3 separate regions of the Mus musculus genome follow, and all the other regions are linked to region 1. Evidence: chromatin contacts called from public HiCAR-type and promoter capture Hi-C data. All regions are on one chromosome and are shown on one strand. The core of a region is the stretch at or near the end of the contact, and the rest is flanking DNA. Distances in the headings are between cores, read along the strand shown.

What was found. HiCAR-type assays count read pairs that join an accessible place to other places. Capture Hi-C pulls out chosen DNA fragments and counts their contacts.
Region 2: a HiCAR-type map of astrocytes shows a contact between it and region 1, with 2.9 times the contacts expected there. The contact joins the promoter of Nfx1 here to the promoter of Fancg in region 1. A contact is called at or near these places in 1 of 484 Hi-C or Micro-C datasets (B cells), 2 of 115 datasets of contacts at active chromatin or transcription factors (astrocytes and embryonic stem cells) and 1 of 9 other capture datasets (adipose tissue).
Region 3: a contact with region 1 is called in a promoter capture Hi-C map of liver. The contact joins the promoter of Zbtb5 here to the promoter of Fancg in region 1. A contact is called at or near these places in 1 of 39 promoter capture datasets (liver), 1 of 484 Hi-C or Micro-C datasets (B cells), 1 of 115 datasets of contacts at active chromatin or transcription factors (the NIH/3T3 cell line) and 1 of 9 other capture datasets (liver).

The regions. Positions count from the first base shown.
Region 1 is chr4:43,008,660-43,011,791 of GRCm38.p6, forward strand. It overlaps Fancg (Fanconi anemia, complementation group G), which reads right to left and starts at 1,642. Exons shown (of 14, transcript NM_053081.2): 1 at 1,343-1,642; 2 at 1,048-1,141; 3 at 489-620; 4 at 52-254. The coding sequence starts at 1,438.
Region 2 is chr4:40,969,501-40,972,632 of GRCm38.p6, forward strand. Nfx1 (nuclear transcription factor, X-box binding 1) reads left to right here and starts at 1,443. Exons shown (of 24, transcript NM_023739.3): 1 at 1,443-1,559. The coding sequence starts at 1,535. It overlaps Gm52692 (a long non-coding RNA gene), which reads right to left and starts at 659. Exons shown (of 2, transcript XR_003955193.1): 1 at 102-659.
Region 3 is chr4:45,010,716-45,013,847 of GRCm38.p6, forward strand. Zbtb5 (zinc finger and BTB domain containing 5) reads right to left here and starts at 1,697. Exons shown (of 2, transcript NM_173399.3): 1 at 1,509-1,697. 1700055D18Rik (RIKEN cDNA 1700055D18 gene) reads left to right here and starts at 2,095. Exons shown (of 1, transcript NR_166789.1): 1 at 2,095-3,132.

The sequences.
Region 1 (3,132 bases), core at 392-2,891:
AGGAGATTTGGGGGTGTGGGGAGGTACATTCATCTTCATTTCCCCAGTTACCTGGCTGCCATTTAGGGTTTGTAACAGCAAGGTCAGGTCCTCCAGGTGGTCGGTACTCATCCAGAAGACAGCTTGAAGGCTGGCCAGGCAGTGTAAGGCAGGCAGCAGCTCCGGTGGAAGGGAGGAAGCAGAGAGGACAGAGTGCCACAGCTCCTTGAGTCCCTGCTGTGACTTGGGCTCCAGGTGATGCTGGGCCTCCAGCACTGTAAAGCACAAACACACACACATACACACACACACCCATCTCTCATCTCCCTATACTCTCTGGGTTTTCCTTTCTGAAAGAGCCCAAAGACTACAATAATACACCTGCCTAGTCTGAGGAACATACAGAGGATTAGAAAAGAACATCTGTCTCCGTGGACAGATGTTCCTCTCACCCCCCAGCCTCATCCCTAAATCCAAACTGAAACTACCAGGAGCAGAGGAGACCTTACCTCTTTCGAGGCCCCTTTGAAGATCCTGGGTAAGATCTTCAGTGAAAGCCTGGACTAGGCTAGCCCTCAGGATTATACAATTACAGAGGACAGTCAGCTCCAAGGGGAGAGCGGGGACAGCAGCAGGGAGTCCTGGAGCGACAGGATGCTGGTCTCACAGGCTGTCCCATGAAACACAGCCCAAATGGTTTCCAACCCAGAGACCAACCCCACTCCAACCAAGGCTTCAAGAAGGAATTCAGTTTTTGCTCAGACAACTTTGGAAAGAGCAGGAAGTTCTCTAAATCTCCTGAAAATCACCTCTTCAAATGTTCCTGTGTGTGTGTGTGTGTGTGTGTGTGTGTGTGTGTGTGTGTGTGTGTGTGTGTGAAAAGAAGAAGGAATTAAGCTACTGAAAGACAATCCCACCCAGTCTCTTCTGGGCTTTACGCAGGACTCCATAAGCCCTAGGAAAATCACCTCAATCCTAGAACCTCGTAAAAGAAGCTCATCTTTGAATGCTGGTGATTTGCGGGGTGGTCTGAGGGGGGAACTGAACCTTCTGGAAGGTCGTTCTTACCTTGTAGAGTGAGGAGGAGTTCCCTAAGCCCTTCCAGTGTGTCTTGGGCCGATTGCTGTCGCCTCAGAGAGGGACGAGAATCCCTGGTGAGTTGCTGAAATTATGTAGGGAGGCATTAAGGATCAGTCTTTCTCCCTTGTAACAGAGACAGGGAGGGACACATATTCCTGTCACTTCTGTTTCTAAGGACGGAGGTCAAGCTCTGTTCCTTCCCCCTAGACTAGGGTGAGATCATTACAAAGCCGCTTTCTGACATCTTGAGGGTACAAGGTGAGAGTCCCAGCAACCACATTACCTTAGCCTGTCTAACAAGCTGGTCGTTCTTTTCCCTCCACAGGTCCAGGCTACTGGAAAATGTTTTGGGGAGGGCTGGAATGACCTGGCTGGACATTGTCGCCGAGGTAGATCACTGTTACCCGAAGGGGTCTTTTCATGGGTGGAGGCTGGTCCCACCGGTGTCTTCACCCTAACCGCAAGAAGCCACTTCTGCACCCCACCGGACTCCCCCCGGGTCGCAGCCGGGCTTGCTCTCCCTGACCAGAAACCCACCTCTCAGTCCCCGCCACCACCCACCGCGCCTGTGGTTGGCCAAGCTGCAACACTCTCGGCCGCGGTTGGTTGTCTTCAAGAGACGGTTCCGCGGGAAACTGAAAAGAAACCCGGAACAAGGAGGCGGGGAGACAGGAGGCCAGCCACATGCCAAGGACGAACTGCTGGGTCTGCAGGGCCTCCGCGGGGGTCAGAGTGTTGAGGCTAGTTTAGGAGGAGTGGGTCTTGGCACCAGTCTCTGGCGGCGCTCTGCCTTAGAACCAACGGCAGTCCAGGTTTCCCCGCTCCGTGGCTGGAAGACGGACCGCGCGGTGTTTGCTGGGAGTTGTAGTACTGTGGAGAACGCCCAAGAAAAGATTCCTCATCACCCATCCCTACCCCCACCCAACCCCCCAACCCCGGAAGAAAATGTCTCCCGAAAACTAAGGACAGGAGACTGAAGCCCTTGGTAATCTCATCCTTTCTCTTTGAGAAAAACAAAAAAACAAAAAACGCGGAGAATCGGACATTCCTACGCAGAAAGGAAGGAGAAAAAAAGTACTTGACACTATGTATATGGTAGCAGCAACTCAAAACACTTCACAAAAGACATACAAGAGCCCCAAATAAAGCTGGGCGTGGTGGCACACGCCTTTAATCCCAGCACTGGGGAGACAAAGGCAGGCAGATTTCTGAGCCTGGTCTACAAAGTGAGTTCTTGGACAGTCAGGGCTATACAGAGAAACCCTGTCTAGAAAAAGAAAAAAAAAAGAGCCCCAAATAAAAAGCTTAGAAAACAAGAAATCACTTTCACAGGTTTAACAAGATTTGCTTTTGCCTTGTTGTTATCATTTTTGAAGGCTTGTTTTTATTTTGTGTTTTTTAAAATTACGTTTATGCGTCTGTTTATGGGTAGGTACATGTGAGTGCATGCAGGACTGATGGGCAGAGATGCCCAATGCCCTGGATTTGAATTTTAGTCCTTAGCCACCTGACATGGGCACTGGGAACCAACCTTGAACACAGGCCTGAGGGCCTGCACGAGCACTAAGTACTCTTAAGACGAGCCGTCTGTACAGCCCGATGATATTTTTGAGAGTTTCACTGTGTAATCCTGGCTGGCCTGGTACTGGCTTTGCAACCTCCACCTGATGGTGATCCTCCTGCCTGAGCCTCTCAAGTGCTAGAATTACAGGTGTGCACCATCTTATCCAGCAGGCAATGAGAGTTTTGTTGTTGTTGTTGTTGTTGTTGTTGTTTCTTTTTTGGGTGGAGGTGCGGGGGGGGGGGGGTGCAGTGGTGGTGGTTGTTGTGTTCTTTTTCTTTTCCAGAGAGGCTTTCTCTGTGTAGCCCTGATGCCCTGGAACACCCTCTGTACACCAGGCTGGCCTCAAACTCACAGAGATTAGCCTGTCTCTGCCTCTCAAGTGCTGGAGTTAAAGGTGTACACTGCCTCGACCATACGTGGCAACGTTCACCATTCTTATTTTTTATTTTTTTAAAGACTCATTTATTTACAGTGTTCTTCTTCTACCTACATGTATGCTTGCAAGCCAG
Region 2 (3,132 bases), core at 193-2,692, 2.0 Mb before region 1:
ACAAACGTCTGTTCTCTCCCCTCCACTCCCTCCTCTTGTCTCTCTCATCATCATCATCTCACTACTGCAGGTAGTACAAATACAACGGTTTCGTGTCTCACCTTTCTGAGGCCGATTTTCAAATATAATTCCTGAAGGATTCCTAAATGTGCTCGGTTAGGGGCAGGCTAAGCCACCCAGTCGAAGGCTTCTTAGTCTGTAGATATTAGAAAGAAGTGCAGAAGCCCTGTAACCAAAATGGTCACATCGTGGAGAATGTTTGAGACAGTGTTGTACTGTTGCTCTGGCTAGCCTGGAACTCACTATGTAGATCAGACTAGCCTCAGACTCACAGAGAACTACTGTCTCTGCTGCCAGAGTGCTGGAATTAAAGTCTAAGTCACCACACCTCACCTTGGAAGATTATATTTTACTATAAAAGAGGCTGAGACAGAGAAGATCCTACTGCAAGGCCCGTGCCAAGGTACAACCTTGAGAAATTACGTCATGCAAACAAGACCTGAAGTAAAAGTGGTTTATTGGGAGAAGAGGAGTGAGGGCCTAGGAAAGGAATAGAGGCAGACAAGTAGGCATGGAGCCAGTCAGACAGACAGGAGCAAAGCCATGGGGCAGAGAGAAGGGGACCGGACGCTGACAATAGACAGCTGCTGGGTGGCGGGGGGGGGGAGGGGGGGGACGCTTGGGGGCGTCTCTTTAGACGCAGCACACACCTATCACACACGGTGGAGGCAGGTCTAAGTGGTTGCTAGGGTCCTGGGGGCAGGCCAGCAGAATGCCTGAATACCAACAGGGGCTACATCAGGACACCCTTTCCCCACTCTCCCCCCCCCTCCAAAAAAAAAAAAAACACAGTAACTTCAAACTGTCTACCTCAGTTGGTGTTCATTTGTATTTGTTACTTGCCTACCGGTTTGTGGCTCATTTGCTATTAGTCCTTTAGATACTGTGTTTCGTTTTACACAGACAGGGATAGGTAGCCCAGGACCTGGAACTCACTACATCCCACTCCCATCCCACCCCCGATCCAGCCTCCCAGGTCCTGAAGTCGTGGGCTACCTAACCCTTGGCAGGTAACCTTTTATTGTTTTGCAGTCTTTTCCTCCACAATGCCCTTTGATTACTACAGCGCCCCCCCCCCCCTCGTCGCCTGCGTGAGCCGCTCCAGGCCGCCTCTTAGCTGAAGGTCATTTGAAGCCGGGCGGATGGCAGGACTTGACAAAAAGGCGTAGCAGCTGGAGAACCCAGCAGCTCTCGAAAAGCAATTACGCAAGTTGGGGGCAGTAGATCCTGCGGTCCGGGTGGGTCTCCTCCAGCCACTCGTGTCCCCCCCGCAAACCCCGCTTGCACCCGGGCCGGCGCATTTGTCTGACGTCCCAAATGCGCCATTTCACTGTGTGCTCAGGTAGCACCACCCCCTTGGCTGTCCCCGGGCGCGTAGGAGCGACTAGTCTCTCGGCGCCGGAAATCCGGGACACGTGACCAGGTGACAGCCTTCGCTCGGTGGCGGGGCTCGCTTGAGGTGCTGCGGCACGGGATGGCGGAGGCGCCTCCGGTCTCAGGTACTGTCCCGTTTCCCGCGCGGGACCCCTAGGGTCTAGCAGTCTAGTCCGAAGGGTGCGGGCCATTGCGGTGGCAAGTGGGGTGCGTGCTGCGCGGGGACAGTGGCTCGCGAGGGCCAAGCCACGCGCGCTGCACGTACGGAACCCTCCTCCATCTTCCACGGGATGGGGAGGCTCGGCCCCTGGGTTTCCGAGGAGAGCGGGCGGGTCCCGGCGCCAAGGGAGCGGACGTGGGCCTCTGGCGCCCCCCGCGGGGCTCCTTCCGGCCTTCCCGAGGCCGCGCGGAGCAGAGTCCGGCGGGCGGGCGGGCGGGCGGACGGCCGGCCGGCCGGGCGTAGGCGACTCTCCGTAGCGGGCCCTGGAGGCCAGCGAGTTTGCGCGCTGTGCTAGGGGTGTGTTCTTTACCTCTCGGAGTGGCGGGTTCCGCGCGCGCGGGCCAGCCAGCCAGCGGGCCCAGTCCTGAGGGGGTGTGAAATCCCATATTGAGGTGCGTGACGTGATCCAGTCTCAGTTACCTCATCTGTCAGCCTGGAGTAGTAAGCTAATTCCCAGACCCTCCCTGTTCTCTCCCTGATTGTTGGCTCACTCTCCCTCCTGGAGCTACCCCTGTGGTAGAGACAGCCTCATTTGACTGTTCGTATAAGCTATTTCCATTTTCTTCAAGGTGTATTGGTCAATCCGGGCTTTCAAATTTTGTGGACAGCAAAAAAAAAAAAAAAAAAAAAAAAAAAAAAAAGGAACGTTTTGCATGGGGTATTAGTACACATTTACCTAAATGTAAATGTGAACCGAGAAGCTGGGGCGCTAGTTCAAGTGTTTAAGAACAGTAGCTCCTCAACAGAGCAGTCACGTTCGCTTGCACAACCACCTGGAAAGCTGTGCGATCTGACGCCCTCTTCTGGCCACGGAGGGCATCAGCAAACACGTGGCATATATCCCGTCCCTGTCCCCCCAAAGCACCCTTGCTAAAACAGGAACACAAGATTAAAAGAAAAGTTTTTTTGTTTTTAAAGTAAACCAAATGTTTCAGTGCTATCAGACATGGTAGCGCACATCTTTAATCCCAGCCCTCGGGAGGGCGAAACAGGAGGATCTTTCGAGTTGGAGTCCAGCCTGGTTTACATAGTTGCAGACCATCCAGGGTTACATAGTGAGATCCTGTCTGGGAAGATGGGGTTGGAGGCCGAGAAGCAGAGGTTTCTTTTACTCTCAACAACATACTCTTAACATTACTATTAAGAAGAAGACCACGATGACGACTTGTCACAACCCACTGTGTAGATTTGACATAATGGCCTGCTCTTCCTGAAAATCACAGCAATGTCCAACATTGGCTTGAATTACAATTGCACTTCTGACAGATTGATGGGCCACTATTAGGATGTGCCTGTACAGGTCATGTTCTTTTCCCTGTCTCAGTTTAAAGAGTGCAAGAACACATTGCATTGGTGTGCCCCAGTCTTGACTTGAATGTAAAAATCTTCTTGGAGAGTGGAGAACTTAGGCAGATACGTTGTCACTCCCCTCCAGGCCTTCACTGGCCCTCTAAACCGAATCTGTTCGTTTTCTCCTC
Region 3 (3,132 bases), core at 447-2,946, 2.0 Mb after region 1:
CTTTTCCCCAAAATCTCATTACTCATCAATTCAGCAGAATTCTGCTGGAAACACATCTAGAATAAAAAACGGCCAGCACCCCAGCAGACAAAAAAAAAGTTTTGTTTTCACCCAACTTTTAGGGAAGGGGGAAAAAAAAGCAAATCTTCCGAAAACAGACTTCTCACAAAGTCCTACTTCCATTTACTTAGCAAAACCCCAGTGCCCAGAATGAGCCCTCGATCTATTGACCTTACCTGGCGGGTCACCAAGGCTGCAGCAGAGGCCAGCTCTGTCTCTCCTCTTCCCAAGCTCGCTGAGATTTCCAGAAGGGTTAAAGTGGCCTTCCTTTAGCTTGCAAGCTTTTCTCTTAACACTCTCTTTTGCCCATCTCCTTTCCCCTACCCAGTAAGCCTTTAGCTTACTGCCAACCACGAGACTTTTCAGAAAATGAAAGCAAAAATCTCTAGCAAACTAACGAAGTGCCCGGTCCACTTTTTAAAACCATATAAAGTACACATGTCATACAAAGACAAATCACGAACGAGTAAGGCACAGTATTCCCTTCAATCTCTAAAAACCTAAATGTATGTAAATTCAACTCAGCAGTACAAGAACATATTTTGGAAATGTTTTTCTTTCAGTCCTTGAAAATTGCGAATTTTATTAATTTTAATTACCTAGACTCAGATCACGCTACTAAGGTAATCAAGAGTCTTTGACCCAAAAATTTTCCTCCAAAAATAAAAATAACCAAAATGTGGTTCCTACAGTGTTCGCCACGATGCTCGGACGCAGACTGACCATAGTAAGTGGCACTTTAGAAAAACAAAACAAAGCAGAAACCCTTAAACCGCTCCCTTATTTCTACTGTTGTTTATGTGCTAAGCAGTCGGTCCTCCAGGGGAAGATGGGACCGCTGTCTCTTACCACCGCACCCCACAGCTCCTCGCACGAAGCCTGGAAGAAGTGGCCATTCAATAAATGCCTACTAAACACTTTTGTCTAACAAGTTGGGGCATTCCCAAACGCTGACTCCACCCCTGTCGTCGGCCGCTGGCTCCCGAATCCAGACAGCTTATGGCCTTGCTCTGATGAAACGAAACCTCATCGCTCAGGAGGACCCAGGGCAGGATCAAGAGAGCCACTCGCCTCCATCCCGCAGGGCAGCCGCTCCTCGGCTCATCCCGCTAGGATGCAGATCCCGAGCGCGGGTTCCCACAGCATCCCGAGAGGCTCCATGTCCAGCAGCAGATCTGCAGGGCACTAGTCCCTGCCCACCCCGCACCGACAGCCGGGCGTCGGGACACAGGGGACGCCTGCGCACAAGAACTGAGCTACCACCCTCCTGGCCCCACCGAGGCGAAGGGTAACAATACCCCTCAGCAGTAAGACAGGGTGGACAGGCGGCCCCGGAACGGCTGCGCGCTCCCCGATGCCTCGGCGCGCTCCCGGTGCACAACCGCCTGCACGTGAGCGCGCCCCGCGCGCGCGCGCCCAGGCCACTCTAGCTGATAGGGTCGCCTCACCTGAGCCGGGCTCCGCCCCCCTTCTCCTCGCAGGAGGAGGCGGTGGCCCTCCTCCGCTCGGACCGACCCTGAGGAAGGAGGCGGGAAGGTCCAGACTGGCTTCCCCGGCTGTGACTTCCGCCCGCCCCGCCCCTCGCTCCCGGCTCCTTCAGCCCGTTCGCGCGGTTCTTTGAGGACCCGGCGGAGGCCTACAGTAAACGGATGTGAGGTACCCATGTCACCGCCTCCACAGGCCTCCAATGGCCAATCATCAGGAGGGCGGGGCCACAGTAGGAGTGACGTTCTGAAAATCTGACCAATCCGCCATCCCAGGACCCCGGCTGTGTTTACTACCACAGCATCCGTGAGCGCTCTGACCAATCACAATTTGCCTTACAGCCCGTAAAACTGTTCTCAAAGATCTTTGAAGGCGGGACTTATCACTTAGCAACACCAGGTTTGGCCTGTAGAAAAGCTATTTTATGTCACGCCCAATCAGAACTCAGCATGAATAAGGAAAGCTAGTGTTTTCCGTCTACTTGAGCCAATCGCAATGACTACTGCCAGCCCTGAGTCCCTCCATTGGCTCGCGCTGACTGTGACCTGGAGTCTGAAGGACAGGTGACTTCCTCTCGCTGTGAGCTGGAGATTACTTCTAACTTGTAGGTTTGAGAAAAGATGTAAACGGAACCCCAAGAAGCCGAGTGAGACGAATGGCGAGCTTCACAATGAGTAGGAAATGCCGTCGGTCTAATGGTGGTTGGGTGGATCGTCGCCCGCATCGCGTCTCAGTTGCCCAGACGTCCAGCATAGCAACGGGAGGGTCGGAACTCAGTCCGACGTGTGCCCACCAAGCCATCAACTCCAGAATCAAGTTTACAGTCGCCACCACCTTAAAACTTCAGGGCTCAGCCCTCTTATCAATGCCGCAAAAGAGTCTGCTGGACCGGGTGGGAAAGAGGAAGGCCCGGCTGCCGCCTTGGCCTCTTGCGGTATACCACCGAGCAGTAAAATCAAGATTATGTGTTCTAGATAGCTTTCCTGTTACTTTGATAAAACTGAACAAAGCAGTTTGGAAGAGGAAGTGTTTACTGGGCTTATCACCATGGTTTCGGAAAGTCCTGGGAAGAATTCAAACAAACCGTAGACTAAAGCTACCTCCTGGCTTGGGCTCAGCTGTCCTTGTGCTCAGTTCACGCCTGCGTGAGAATGGACAGGCCACAAGGGATGAGCCCTACTAAGTCAATTAATAAGCAAGCAATCCCTTTTCCCAAGTGAAGGATAGTATAAAATTCTTAGTTGGTTCACAAGCTAATAGGGTTTCCTAGGGCTTCATCCATCCTTAGTTTGCACCAGTTCCCAACCCCAATAAACCCATATAAAAACCACACAATCCAGTTATAAATATAAGCTATGTACCTAGACTGGACAGCTCTAGCACTGTGCTAACTTATTCCCCAGCTGCGAGACCCTTTGCTATTTGCAGTTTCTCCTGGCCACGTGGTTCTGCTCCTCCTCTTCTTCAGTCCTCTCCCCTTCCCTTCTCCTCTCTACCTGTCCCTACTCTCCAAGACCTCCCACCTCTCCCCTCCCCTGCCCAATTACAGGCCTCAGCCTTTATTGACCAGTTAAAATGGGGAAGAGG